Regions from separate parts of the Sus scrofa genome. Here region 2 is linked to region 1. A link is a contact called in public Hi-C data. All regions are on one chromosome and are shown on one strand. Each heading gives the region's core, a stretch centred on a gene start, on an enhancer-like site or on the middle of the called end of the contact. The rest is flanking DNA. Distances are from core to core; before and after follow the strand shown.

Region 1 (6,143 bases), core at 1,024-3,523:
ACGGATCCCTGAGAATCTATATATATCTTCATCTTTGAGGATCTGAAACCCATCCACAACCAAGACCGGATGTCTTAAGGTTTGCGGTGGGTTTTTTTGTTTGTTTTCCTTTTTTTTCAATATGCGGTTAACGCGTACTGACATCTTGATCAAGTGTATCAATTGATCAGGTGTATCAATTTTCAAGTCATCATTTGAAAGAAGTTACAACGGCAAATTCTCTGTTTAGGATGAAATGAAAGGATGCCTGTAAATTTAAAAGTGGGAGAGAATATTTCAAGTAGTAAGACTCTAGAAAGAACTGTTACCTCCAAAGAATCGTTGTTTAAACCATAATACCACTCTCTCCAAAGTCCACGGCACTCTGGAGATTTGGCCAGTTCTATCACTGCATTGTTTGAAGAAATGCTAGCCACTGGTTCTTTGGTACTCAATTTATTCTCTGGAGTAAATTGCAAAAAGAAGGTATAATATACTAAGTCTTGGGTGGAGAAGCACAATCTGTACCACAGGGGGGTCACTTCCCCTTGAAGACTCTGAGGCTGGATGCAAGGCACTTGAATGAGCAGAGTCAGAGATTCTTCATCCTGATTACATTGCAGAGGCGGACACAAGGGTTCCCCGCGGTCTGTCCCGGGACCAACCATGGATCGATCAACAGGCTCCCTGCCTGTGCCTCCTCCGGCCACGTGCTCTTTGACGCCAAGAGCTGGGCGCGCTCTCCCTCTCCCTGTAGGAGACCTCCCGTCAAGGTCCCCGGATGATTTCCAAGGAGCGCCTCCACCACCGTCCTCAGGTGAGTTCCCTGCTCTGGGAAGCGGCTCCTCCCCAATGCGAGCTGTTGATATTGCTTGCCCGCCGAAATCAAGCTCCTCTGGTTCTGAGACAAGCTTCCCCCCAACGGCCTCCGGGGCAGGGATATCGGCGCCCGCAGCTCCAGCTCGGCCGGGATCCGAGCCTCCGTCCCCTGCACGAATCCCCGCTGGGCCCGCCTCCCCTTGGCGAGCGGAAGCGCAGGCCGCGCCATCAGTTCCGGGCCGGTCGGCGGCCTCTTCCGGGGTCGCGGCGAGCTCCGGGAGCGAGACTGTCACCGCTACCGGAAGCGTGACTACCAGCTGCCGCCGGGCCTTGTTGAACTGCGCCTTGCCGCGGCTGTCGTCCACCCGGTATGGAAGCGAGAGCCGCAGCTGGTAGTCGGGTTTCCGTGAGTCGAGGCACAGCAGCTTTCCAGTCACTTCCAGCGCTGCCTGCTCAGCCGACCGCAACAGCGGCAGCTCAATGGTGACGACCAGCTCGTGGGGCACAGTGCTGGGGGCTGAGTCCCGAGAGCAGCGGTAATCCTGGAGGTCCACGTGGTGGCGCTGCACCACGCTGTAGCGAGGCTCTGTGGGGGCGGGCTGCTGGACCGCCTCGGGAGGGGAGGGCGCCTGGGGCCGGGGGATCGCGGCACTCCCAGCGGCCACAGGGCCCGGGTAAGGGTAGGGGAAATCAGGGAGCGGGCTCTCCGGTTCCCCCTCGGGCCGGGCCGGGACGCCCCCGGGTAGGGGCGTGCGCAGCACGGCAGCCTCCGGGGTCCCCTTGTACTTGATTTTCAGGGTCTTGGCATTCCTGCGGTCCAGCTTCACGCCGAACTGCTTCTCCACGGCCTCCAAAGCCGTGGCGTCCAGCATCTGGCGGAAGCGCTCGTGGCGCCGGGCCAGCGCGAGTGCGTCTGGGTGGAAGACCACGTCGTAGACTGTGTAGCGGATGCCGCGCCCCCCCGCGTACTCGCGGCCGGGCGCCAGACTGTAGGGCAGGGACCACTGGCTGCCGGACGCCGCGCTCCCAGAGCTGGGCCGGCTGCTGGGCGCGCCCACCAGGGCATTGCTGCATACATTCACGAAACAGCGCCGGGCCCCATCCAGGCTGGTGCGCAGCACGTGGCCCGGCTCCGGGTGCACAAACCGCACCTCCACGCCGCGCTCACGCTCCAGCGCGGTAATCTCCTCCTCGTAGCGCCGCCGGTTCTCGGGGTCCGTGAGCTCCTCCGCATACTCAGAGAACATTCGCCGAAACTTGGGGTCCTGGAAAGCGGAGGTGAGCCGCTGGACTTCCTCTCCGCTCAGGTCCAAGTCCTCCAACGGCGAAGAGGCTGCCTTGGCCATGCTGCCCCTCCGCTCCTTCCCAGTGGTCAGGGGAGATCGATCCGAGACGGAGTGGGTGGGACGATCAGTGTTGTCGCTCTTCTGCGGAGAGAGAGGCCGCGGAGGCCAGTAAACCGCTAGACTGTTGAGCCTTGGGCAGCGCGTGCTCGTTGCTATAGCGACACCACCAATGCTGTGGGGGAGGGGCAGGAATAGAGTGATGGAAATGCCAGAAATAGCCTTAGTTTCTCCAAACAAACATTCCGCATTTTTTTAGATTCCTGTGCCATAGTGCAGTTACTGCTGCAGAATAACCATCCTAATAATTGTTATAATTTCCAGCATTATGTACGTTATCCACTGTTCACTGGATCCGCATTTCACAGATGGGACCTGAGAAGTTACCTGACCATAATCATAGAGTTGGTGCATTCACAAGCTGTGATTCTAACCTAAGTTTATCTGCTTTTCACTTCGCTAAACCAATATTTCAGTCTTCTAGCTATTTTACCAGTTTGTCCTGTTTACAACTCACTTAGGGCAAGAGATATGGGCAGGCTATTCATAAATAATCGATGCTCAGTAAAGATATGCCCTTACTGATAATAAAAATGCAAATATAATACCACATGTTACTGAAAATGGCAATGGCTTTTTTTTTTTTTTTTTAGCAATCACTATATTTCCTTGGGGTAGTAGGAGAATTGTATTAGTAAAACCTTTCTAGAGAGTAGTTTAGTAGCTATATGGAAAGCCTTTAGTATGTGCATACTCTTAACATATTTATTTTTTTTTCCATTTATACAAATGGGATCATTCCCTACATACACTTTTGCCCTTTGTTTTTTTGCACTTATAATAGTATATCCTGGAGATATTTCTTTGTAGTTATTGATTTCCTCCACTTGACTATCTTTGTCATGAGAAAGTTCAGACTTAAAGAGAAGAAGACCTGCAAGGCTTCTCTGAAAGAATGCAGATTTGTTTGTAGCTTATGGATTTAAAAGGCAAGCTGTTTATTGAGACTGCGTGCTTTGGTTCATGGCTTCTCAAGGTGGTGTGATTGTCCTGTTAAAAACAAAAGGGGAGTTTGCTTGATGATAAACTCAGGCTGTGTGTGGGCTAACTAGAAAATGGAGTATGCAATCAGCGGATTAACCTGCCATGTAGCAGAAGGCGGCTGTCTCCAGGTGGGCCATCCTCAGCCTGCCCTGCACCCTGAATCTTGATTGAGGCTGGAACTCTGCTATTGACTTGTGTCATTGTTGAAGCCTGTGAACCTCCCAGGACCCCTGTTTTTATGTCTATTAGATGAACGTGGCAATACCTGTCCTCTCAGTGGGTTTGCTGTGTGGACTGCCAGGTTTGCAGACCCAAATACCTTTAAGGCTTATGTAGGCAAGTACCTAAGTCAAGTGAGGCTGCTGTAAGTAATAGGAAGTAGGGGGGACTATAACTAAGAGGAAGTCAATCACACACATGCACACCCTCCCAGATTTAAACCTTTATAAACAAATAACATCCTGGCCAAACAAAGCATATCTGTGGGCTACTTGCAGCTCTCCATTAAGAGTATGCATCCTATAAATTTGAGTTATGATTTCTGAGGAAATGCCACTGCTGTGACTGTCTCACTCCTTTTGTGCTGTCCCACTTCAGCAGTCCCTTCCTACAAGAGTCAGGAGAAGTTAGGTTGGGTTGTAAGAATGATTCTATTATTTATTTATTTGGGGGGGGGACAAGAAATAGGTTTATTAAGATAGGATGCTTGTGACAGATGCAAGAAGGCAGGCAAAGAAACTCTGCTGCGAGAATGACTAAATTATCAGTGGCTTTAAACAGCAAGAGTTTATTTCTTGCTCCCGCTGAATGTCCCTTGTCCCTTGACCTCCACATCATCACACCTGCAGACAAATGGGGCTCACAATCCAGGGCCTCATACCCTCCCAAATGCTGACATTGCTGGGGCCCAGGAAAAAGAGAAAATTGTGCACAGGCTCTTTAAAACCTGCTGACATTTCACTGGCCAAAGCAAGTCACGTGGTTTGGGTACCTTCCAGTGCAGACCTATGCTGTCTGGAAAGAGGACTGGCAATACCTGTGCACAACCAACTGTGTGCATTCTTTCCTTCCATTTCTGTGGTTCAGTGGATATGATAGCACATCTGGCTAAGCTGTTTCTCTCCTGACCTTCACTGAGCCTCCAGGCTGTTTCACCTTTGTTGCCATGGCACTCAACACCTGAGCTCATGATGGCCAGAGCAGTGGTGGACCTGTCCCTTTTCCAGCTTGTGCTGGAACCAGGGTCCATAGTTTGGGGTCCCTTGTCTGTCAGTTTTTTTAAAAGACTTTTTTTTGTTTGGCTTTAGAGCAGTTTTGGGTTTGCAGTACAACTGAGAGGAAAGGTACAGAGCTTTCCCATATCCCCCCTGCCTCCACACATGCACAGACTCCCCTGTTAGCAACATCCCATTCTAGAGAAGTACATTTGTTACCAAGGATAAACCCATATTGATACATGCTATCATCCAAAGTCCACAGTAAACCTTAGGATCCACTCTTGGTATTATACAGTCTGTGGGTGTGGACAAATGTGGAATAACATCTGTCCATCACTGTAGTATCATAGAGTATTTTCACTGCACTAAAAATCCTTTGTGTTCCTTCAATTCATCGCCCCCACCACTCCCACCAGCAAACTCTGATCTTTCTATTATCTCCATAGTTTTGCCTTTTCCGGAAAGTCATATAGTTGGAATCATATAGTATGTACCTTCACATATTGGCTTCTTTCATTTGGTAATAGGCATTTGAGGTTCCTCCACATCTTGATAGTTTATTTCACTTTAGCACTGAATAATATTCCCTTGTCTGGATGTACCAAGTATATCTATCCATTCATCAATTGAGGAACATCTTGGTTACTTCCAATTTTTGGCAGTTGTAAGTAGAACTGTTATAAAACATCCATGTGCAGGTGTTTTGTTTTGTTTTGTTTTTGCTTTTTAGGGCTGCACTCATGGCATATAGAGGTACCCAGGCTAGGGGTCCAATCGGAGCTACAGCTGCCAGCCTATACCACAGCACAGCAACATCAGATCTGAGCCACGTCTGCAACCTACACCACAGCTCATGGCAACACCAGGTCCTTAACCCACTGAGTGAGGCCATGGATCGAACCTGCAACCTCATGGTTCCTAGGCAGATTCGTTTCCACTGTGCCACGACAGGAACTCCCATGTACAGGTTTTTGTGTGGAATAAGTTTTCAACTCTTTTGGGTAAATACCAAGGAATGTGATTGCTGGACTGTACGGTAAGGGTCTGTTTAGTTTTGTAAGACACTACCAAACTGTCTCAAAATGGCCATACCATTTTGCATCCCCAGCGGCAGTGAATGAGAATTCCTGTTGCTCTGCATCCTCATCACCATGTAGTGTTGTCAGTATTCTAGGTTTTTCTCCAACAGGTGTGAAGTGGTATCTCATTACTCTTTTTATTTTTTACTGAAATATTATATATATATATATATATATATATATTCCCTGTGCCTGTTTTTTCACGTGTAAATTAAATGTAATGGTGTACCTAATGGGTATTGAATTGTACTGTGAATACTAAGCACTTAGGACAGTGCCCAATACAGTAAACTTGTTCCCTGCATGCATTAAGAAATTAGAGCAGTGGTTCATAATCACTATTCCCCTCCCCACCGCCTCTTTTTTTGGCTGCAGCTAGCAGTGGCTTGATGTGGAATCTCAGTTCCCAGACAGAGATTAAACCTGGGCCACAGTCATTTTAATTTTTTTATAAGTATCTGTTCCCCTAGAAGCTAATTTTCCTGAAAGAAATGGCTTCCATTCTAGGATCTCTGTAATGTTAAGATTACTCCTTCATTTGAAACTCTTCTTATAAGGTGCTGCTTCAAAGTAAACATTATGCCTTCTAAATGTAACAACTTTGGAGACTATGTGTTTTTAAATTTTCAGTGCCAAAAGGTAATTAATTAATATCTAGTAAT
Region 2 (6,143 bases), core at 2,581-5,080, 180 kb after region 1:
CAGCAGGTTAAAGATCTGGTGTTGCTGTGGCTGTGGTGTAGGCCTCACCCGTAGCTTCAATTTGACCCCTAGCCCAGGAACTTCCATACGGCGCAGGTGCAGCCATAAAAAGAAGAAATACATAAGGTCATTCTTAGAATACCACTTCTTTCATAATTAAGAGTTCTTCTCCAGATCTACAGTTCAAATTGACTGGAATTCTTATTTTATTTACTAAGGCAGAATTATATACACATATATTCGGGCAGATATAAGGCTTTTTGGCAATCATAGAATAAACAATCTCCCCTTCCTAAAGTCAAAAATTCTGATTTAAAAGTGGCTTATATTTAATTTTGATTTAAACAGTGACCTACATTTAGGGCTATCTTTAAATCCCCACATGAAAAATCGTAATCAATTCTTTCAGAGTCTCCCAGTAATAATATTATTCAAGAAAAATAAAGTTAAAATGAAGATAAAAACCATCCTTGAGGAGTTCCCGTCGTGGCACAGTGGTTAACGAATCCGACTAGGAACCATGAGGTTGCGGGTTCGGTCCTTGCCCTTGCTCAGTGGGTTAATGATCCGGCGTTGCCGTGAGCTGTGGTGTAGGTTGCAGACGCGGCTCGGATCCCGCGTTGCTGTGGCTCTGGTGTAGGCTGGTGGCTACAGCTCCGATTAGACCCCTAGCCTGGGAACCTCCATATGCCGCGGGAGTGGCCCAAGAAATAGCAAAAAGACCAAAAAAAAAAAATCCTTGAATGGAAAAGAAGTCCAAACCATAGAATGGTAAAAAAGAGAAAATTATTATGAATATAGATGAACATATAATACATATGTAAAACTTATTTTTTCTTTATTTCCCTACCAGCAGCTTGGTAAAAACCACTTTCCATCTGTGCCACAGAGCTACAGCTAGCACCCCTAAATGTGAGAACTAAGAACAATCGCTGTGATTCACATACCTAACATGACCCTGCCTGTGACATACAATAGCAACTCTTTATTTATAAAGTGCTTAATACTATCTGCTCTATTAAAGGGAATTTTTATATACAAAGATTGACTTGTATACCTAACTCATAAAATTCTAAGTTTTTTTTTGTTTTTTGGGTTTTTTTTTAGTGTCTTGACCTACTGATGTAACCTGATTTGGGGACATTTACACAATCTCAGTACCATATATATTATTATCTATCATCTGCAAAACTGAAATGACATTTGTTCTTCATATTCACTGAGTTGTTAAAGAACTTATTCTTTGAAAAGTGCTATACAAATATAACGTGTCATTATTATTAAGGACAATCCCCAAAAGAACCATTTTTGGTTACCATTAAGTAAATTAAACTTTTAAGAATTTGATATTTTTGTGATAGGCCTTGTGATTTGGGAAACACTTACCTAACTTGTAATCCAAAACACATTCTAAGTTGCTGGGGATAAGCATCTTCTCTGTAAAGCCTCTAATGAAATAACACAATGCCAAAACAAATAAATTTCTGAAGGAAAGTGAGGAGGAGAGGAAGAAGGAAATTAATACATATGGAGCCCTACTATGTGTCAGGCATTGTGTTAGGTGCTTTACATGTAATTTCAATTAATCCTCACCAATAATCTCATGAGGGAGGCATTATCTACATTTTACATTTAAAGAAGCAAGCTCCAAGAGGTCAAGTAAAGTTTCCAGGTTATAAAATACACCATTAATTCAAAGTTAGGTATATGTGACTCTAGCACCTGTCCTCTGTACCATGAACTTTCACTAGATCTCTTATGTCAGTAAGAAAATAAGTAAGACATACACAAATGCAAGATCTCAGTTTTAACGGTATAAAAAAAAAATAGAGAAGTGAAAAGTAAGAAGATATGCTTGGTAACACACTAATGTCATTGAGTATTCTAACAGAAACAGGTCGGTAGCTGAAAAGTAAGCTATGGAAGATAAGGCTAGGGAAGGAGGGAGGGCAGATCACAAAAAGCCAAGGATGCTAGGATACAGTATAGAGAATCATAAAAGGTGGGATAACCAATAAAAATGATGCTCTAGAACAATTGATGCTGGTCTAAAACAGAACTGTTTTGATAGTGAGAAGTGTAGTAGAGGTAAGGGACTCTTATGTCCAGTGTTAAAAAAGCTTTCATTAGAACAGCAACTGTGGGGACAGAAAGATGTGGAGCACAATGGGATGTAAAGAGTAAAAGGGACACATTAATAAACATATCCTTTATTCATCTAGTATCTATCAACTACTCTACCTTTATCTCTATTTTATTCATAACAGTGAATAAAAACTAAAGTTTAAAACTTCAATGGTCAGTGACCAATCTCAGGGCCTTAAGATTTTGCTTCTAGTATAACTTAAAATTTACCTTCATGGCAAAGCTAGATGGCATCATATTCTTAGGCCACTCAAATTCTGTCGTGTGAATTCGTATGCCAGATTCAAGTAAAAGTGTAGCTTTAAAGTCTGGTCTGTAGAAGGAAAAAGTCAAAATTTTCTTTAGGGCATTTGCCAGCGCTAACTCATGTTTAAAAAAAAAATCTCATATTTAATTACAAAACATCTAATAAGCCTACAAAATGCTCTTACTTTTGAAGACGAATAAGATATGTCTTATTATCCACATCGTAAACATTGTTTACTCTCATTCCTAGCAAGCTGCAAAAAGAAAGGAAACATATAACAAATCATAGTACCACTTGAAACATAAAACCTCACACAATTTAAATCTGTAGGCGGAAGTAGAGTCTTCGAAAAAGGAGATCTTCGACTCTAAAGACAGGGACTCAAACAGGGAGCACAATCTGAACGCCATCAGGCACTCAGCTCAAAACTTGAATTTAACTACTTTAGAACAAAAATGGCTTATCAGCTCTAGGAATACCATACAACGCATTGAGTCTTTAAAATGATCCAACATTTTCTAAGGAAATATAGTAAATCGATTCCACTTAATTTATTTTAAAAGAAAAAACGCAAACAAGACCCTGGGAAATATGACAAAGCTCAAATATGACAGGTGAATAATAGAGACCAGACTAGACGCCAAATCTCACGCGAATCTGCTACCTCCAGCTAAAACGGCGATACTGGTCTGTCTTTGGGATGAGGAAGAGAGTCTAACAAACTAAGGGTCGGGTCTGGAAACCTCTGGAGCAAATGACTACTCTGGCGTCCTGGCGTCCAACTGGCGTGTCGGTTTTCACTAAACGTAGCTGCCAGACCCAGGCGACTCAGGACAGTAAGACGTGAACCCGCCAGAAGCTGACTTAAGACCTGGCAAGACTAGCAGCACATGAGGCACTCAGCTGCTGGGGTCCCCCGGGTCCCCCCCGCCCGGGTATCCTGAGGGCCCGGGAAAGATGTCACGCGCTCGCCCACTCAGGCCTAACCAGGTCCATAAAGGGCTGCACTGGGGGGACCGAGGGGAAACACCAGGCCAGTCTTGTCTCCACCGTGGGGCTGCGACTCTGCCTCCTGCACTCCCCGCACGAGCCTGGTCACCTATCGTACAGTACCTGGCATTCAGCTCGGCTAGTACCGCGCAGAGGTCAATAGTGCTAAAGCGAGTCTTCATGGCGAGGTACGAGAGAAGATTCTGCAGCTTCCTCCACTGCCGGCCTGACTCGACGCCGCTACTCTTATGCGCAGGCGCACTTGGCGGATCTACGGCCGCGCAGAAGGGCCAATATTCCTTGAAGCGAACGTGTTTGCATCGCTTTAGTGAAGTGTTTGAGTGTCAGGCCGTCATCAATTTGTTTTTCGTTGCTGGTTTTCGCACCAAAACCACTCGAAATAGATCCAAACTGTTCTCTTGAAACTGCATTCTTTCCTGAAAAGCTTACGGACTAGTTTAGTGACTTTGCCCCCTTGTGTTTCGGGACTCAAACCAGCCTCCATAGTGACCCCTGCTGGTCGTAACAATTTATGAGAGGAGTACTGGAAGCATTTCCCCAGGCGGGTAGTGAGGCTCTGTGTATCAAAGCCAGGAGGACCCCTTTTCCTGCAGCTTACTGTTTTGAAATTTAACCGAAGTGGATTATTTCATTTGCCCTACAGGCGCCCTCAATGATCAAAGCAAACCAACTCTCAATAAGGAGTTCCTTTTTTGATGAGTCTTGCTCTCCAAAGACCATTTTGCCATTATTGTGGGATTCTCATCCAATCTAACTGTTGGGAATCCCCTTTTGGGACTCAGCAGGGGGTCTCAGCGTAGTACCTGGTATACAATAGGGGTTCCATAAATGATCGGCAATCAAAATATTCAAATATTTCGCTAGATAATGGTGAAATAAGATAAAAATAAAAATAAGACAAGGTTGCCCCGCCAAAGGGGTTTCAAGGGTCGTGCAAGAATGGTTTTTTGTTTTTGCACTGTAATAAATACTTGGGAAGAAAGCAATTTTAAGATAAGAACTCAAAAGAGACAGGGTCTCGCTATGTTGCCCAGGCTGGAGTACAGTGGCTATTCACAGGCGCGATCCCACTACTGATCAGCACGGGAGTTTTGACCTGCTCCGTTTCCGACCTGGGCCGGTTCACCCCTCCTTAGGCAACCTGGTGGTCCCCCACTCCCGGGAGGTCACCATATTGATGCCGAACTTAGTGCGGACACCCGATCGGCATAGCGCACTGCAGCCCAGAACTCCTGGGCTCAAGCGATCCTCCAGCCTCAGCCTCCCGAGTAGCTGGGATTACAGGCGCGCGCCACCGCGCCCGGCAAGAAATCTGGACCTAGGAGGATTCTAGAGCCTACAGACTGAGTGTCGTGAGCAGCAAAATTCTCACCAGTAGACGGCGACTCTTAAGTTAAAAGGGCGCGTTCAGCATTTCAAAAGAAACCAGGAATTGCAGACTCCAAGAGGCTGCTGTAACACATATAGCGCAGCACTACTGCATCAAATGGCACAGTAAATCATGCAGAATAGCTCAAGATATGAAATAAGCTATTTGGAGGGTTTAGGATAGACTGTAGCCAAAACCGTAAAAGCGACAGGTCTAACTGTACATAAACAATACTAAAGTTCTTATATTGACAGTAAAGGCATTCCCCAAAGAATGCCTAAATATTTTGCATAAAATGCAATACATGTGTAAACTCCACATTGAAAGGGACAAAACTTAGATGCAGAAGTTCCAGGGGGCCAGGGATGGAACCCACACCACAGTGACAAATGCCAGATCCTTAACCCACTGCACCATCAGGGAACTCTCTCAGATACTTCTCTATATACAAAAACTGAAAGACTTCATAGCAAAACTCCCAGGATAGGAGCAGGATACTAATTTAAGTTATATATGGGTCAGCCCCTGGACTAACTCATACATTGCTTCTGGTTTGTCTGTCAAGGAAAATGGGCATCAGAAGGAAAAATGCAAGAATATACATAAGAACGAAAAGTAGATGAAGATAAGTATAAAAATTACAAAGCAACTGCATAATTTACTACTGAATTCCATCATTTCTGGATTTTGAAATAGTTTCTCTCTACTTTGAAAAATTTCTGAACCAGGAACACTTAAGGACTTGAAAAAATAGAGGCAACAGGAGATGGGCAAATCATCTTCCATTTTCAAAGAGGAGATAAAAGTGAATTATCTGAAACCAACAGAATTTGTCATAACTGATAATTTAAAGGTAATTTTTTTCTTTTTAAAACAGTTTTACTGGAATTTAGCTGATTTACAAATGTGTGTTAATTTCAGGCATACTGCAAAGCAAATCAATTTTACATATTATACATATAGCCATTCCTTTCCAGATTCTTTTCCCATATAGGTTACACAGTATTGAGTAAATTTCCCTGTGCTATAAGTAGTTCCTGGTTACCTATCTATTATATATATATTTTTTTGTCTTTTGTCTTTTTTCTTTTTGTTGTTGTTGTTGTTGTTGTTGTTGCTATTTCTTCGGCCGCTCCCGCGGCATATGGAGGTTCCCAGGCTAGGGGTTGAATCGGATCTGTAGCCACCAGCCTACACCAGAGCCACAGCAACGCGGGATCCGAGCCGCGTCTGCAACCTACACCACAGCTCACGGCAACGCCGGATCGTTAACCCGCTGAGCAAGGGCAGGGACCGAACCCGCAACCTCATGGTTCCTAGTCGGATTTGTTAACCACTGTGCCACGACGGGAACTCCCTATCTATTATATT

What was found. A called contact is a pair of places that touch in the nucleus more often than the background predicts.
Region 2: a Hi-C map of skeletal muscle shows a contact between it and region 1, with 5 times the contacts expected there. The contact joins the promoter of NEMF here to the promoter of DNAAF2 in region 1. A contact is called at or near these places in 1 of 5 promoter capture datasets (liver), 20 of 47 Hi-C or Micro-C datasets (brain, embryonic fibroblasts, epiblast stem cells and 11 more) and 2 of 2 datasets of contacts at active chromatin or transcription factors (alveolar macrophages and skeletal muscle).

The regions. Positions count from the first base shown.
Region 1 is chr1:179,488,863-179,495,005 of Sscrofa11.1, forward strand. DNAAF2 (protein kintoun) reads right to left here and starts at 2,274. Exons shown (of 3, transcript XM_003121803.5): 1 at 309-2,274. The coding sequence starts at 2,144. LOC110262104 (a long non-coding RNA gene) reads left to right here and starts at 1,096. Exons shown (of 2, transcript XR_002346676.1): 1 at 1,096-1,334; 2 at 1,596-3,897.
Region 2 is chr1:179,667,395-179,673,537 of Sscrofa11.1, forward strand. It overlaps NEMF (nuclear export mediator factor NEMF), which reads right to left and starts at 3,831. Exons shown (of 33, transcript XM_001924630.5): 1 at 3,506-3,831; 2 at 2,577-2,645; 3 at 2,356-2,458. The coding sequence starts at 3,564.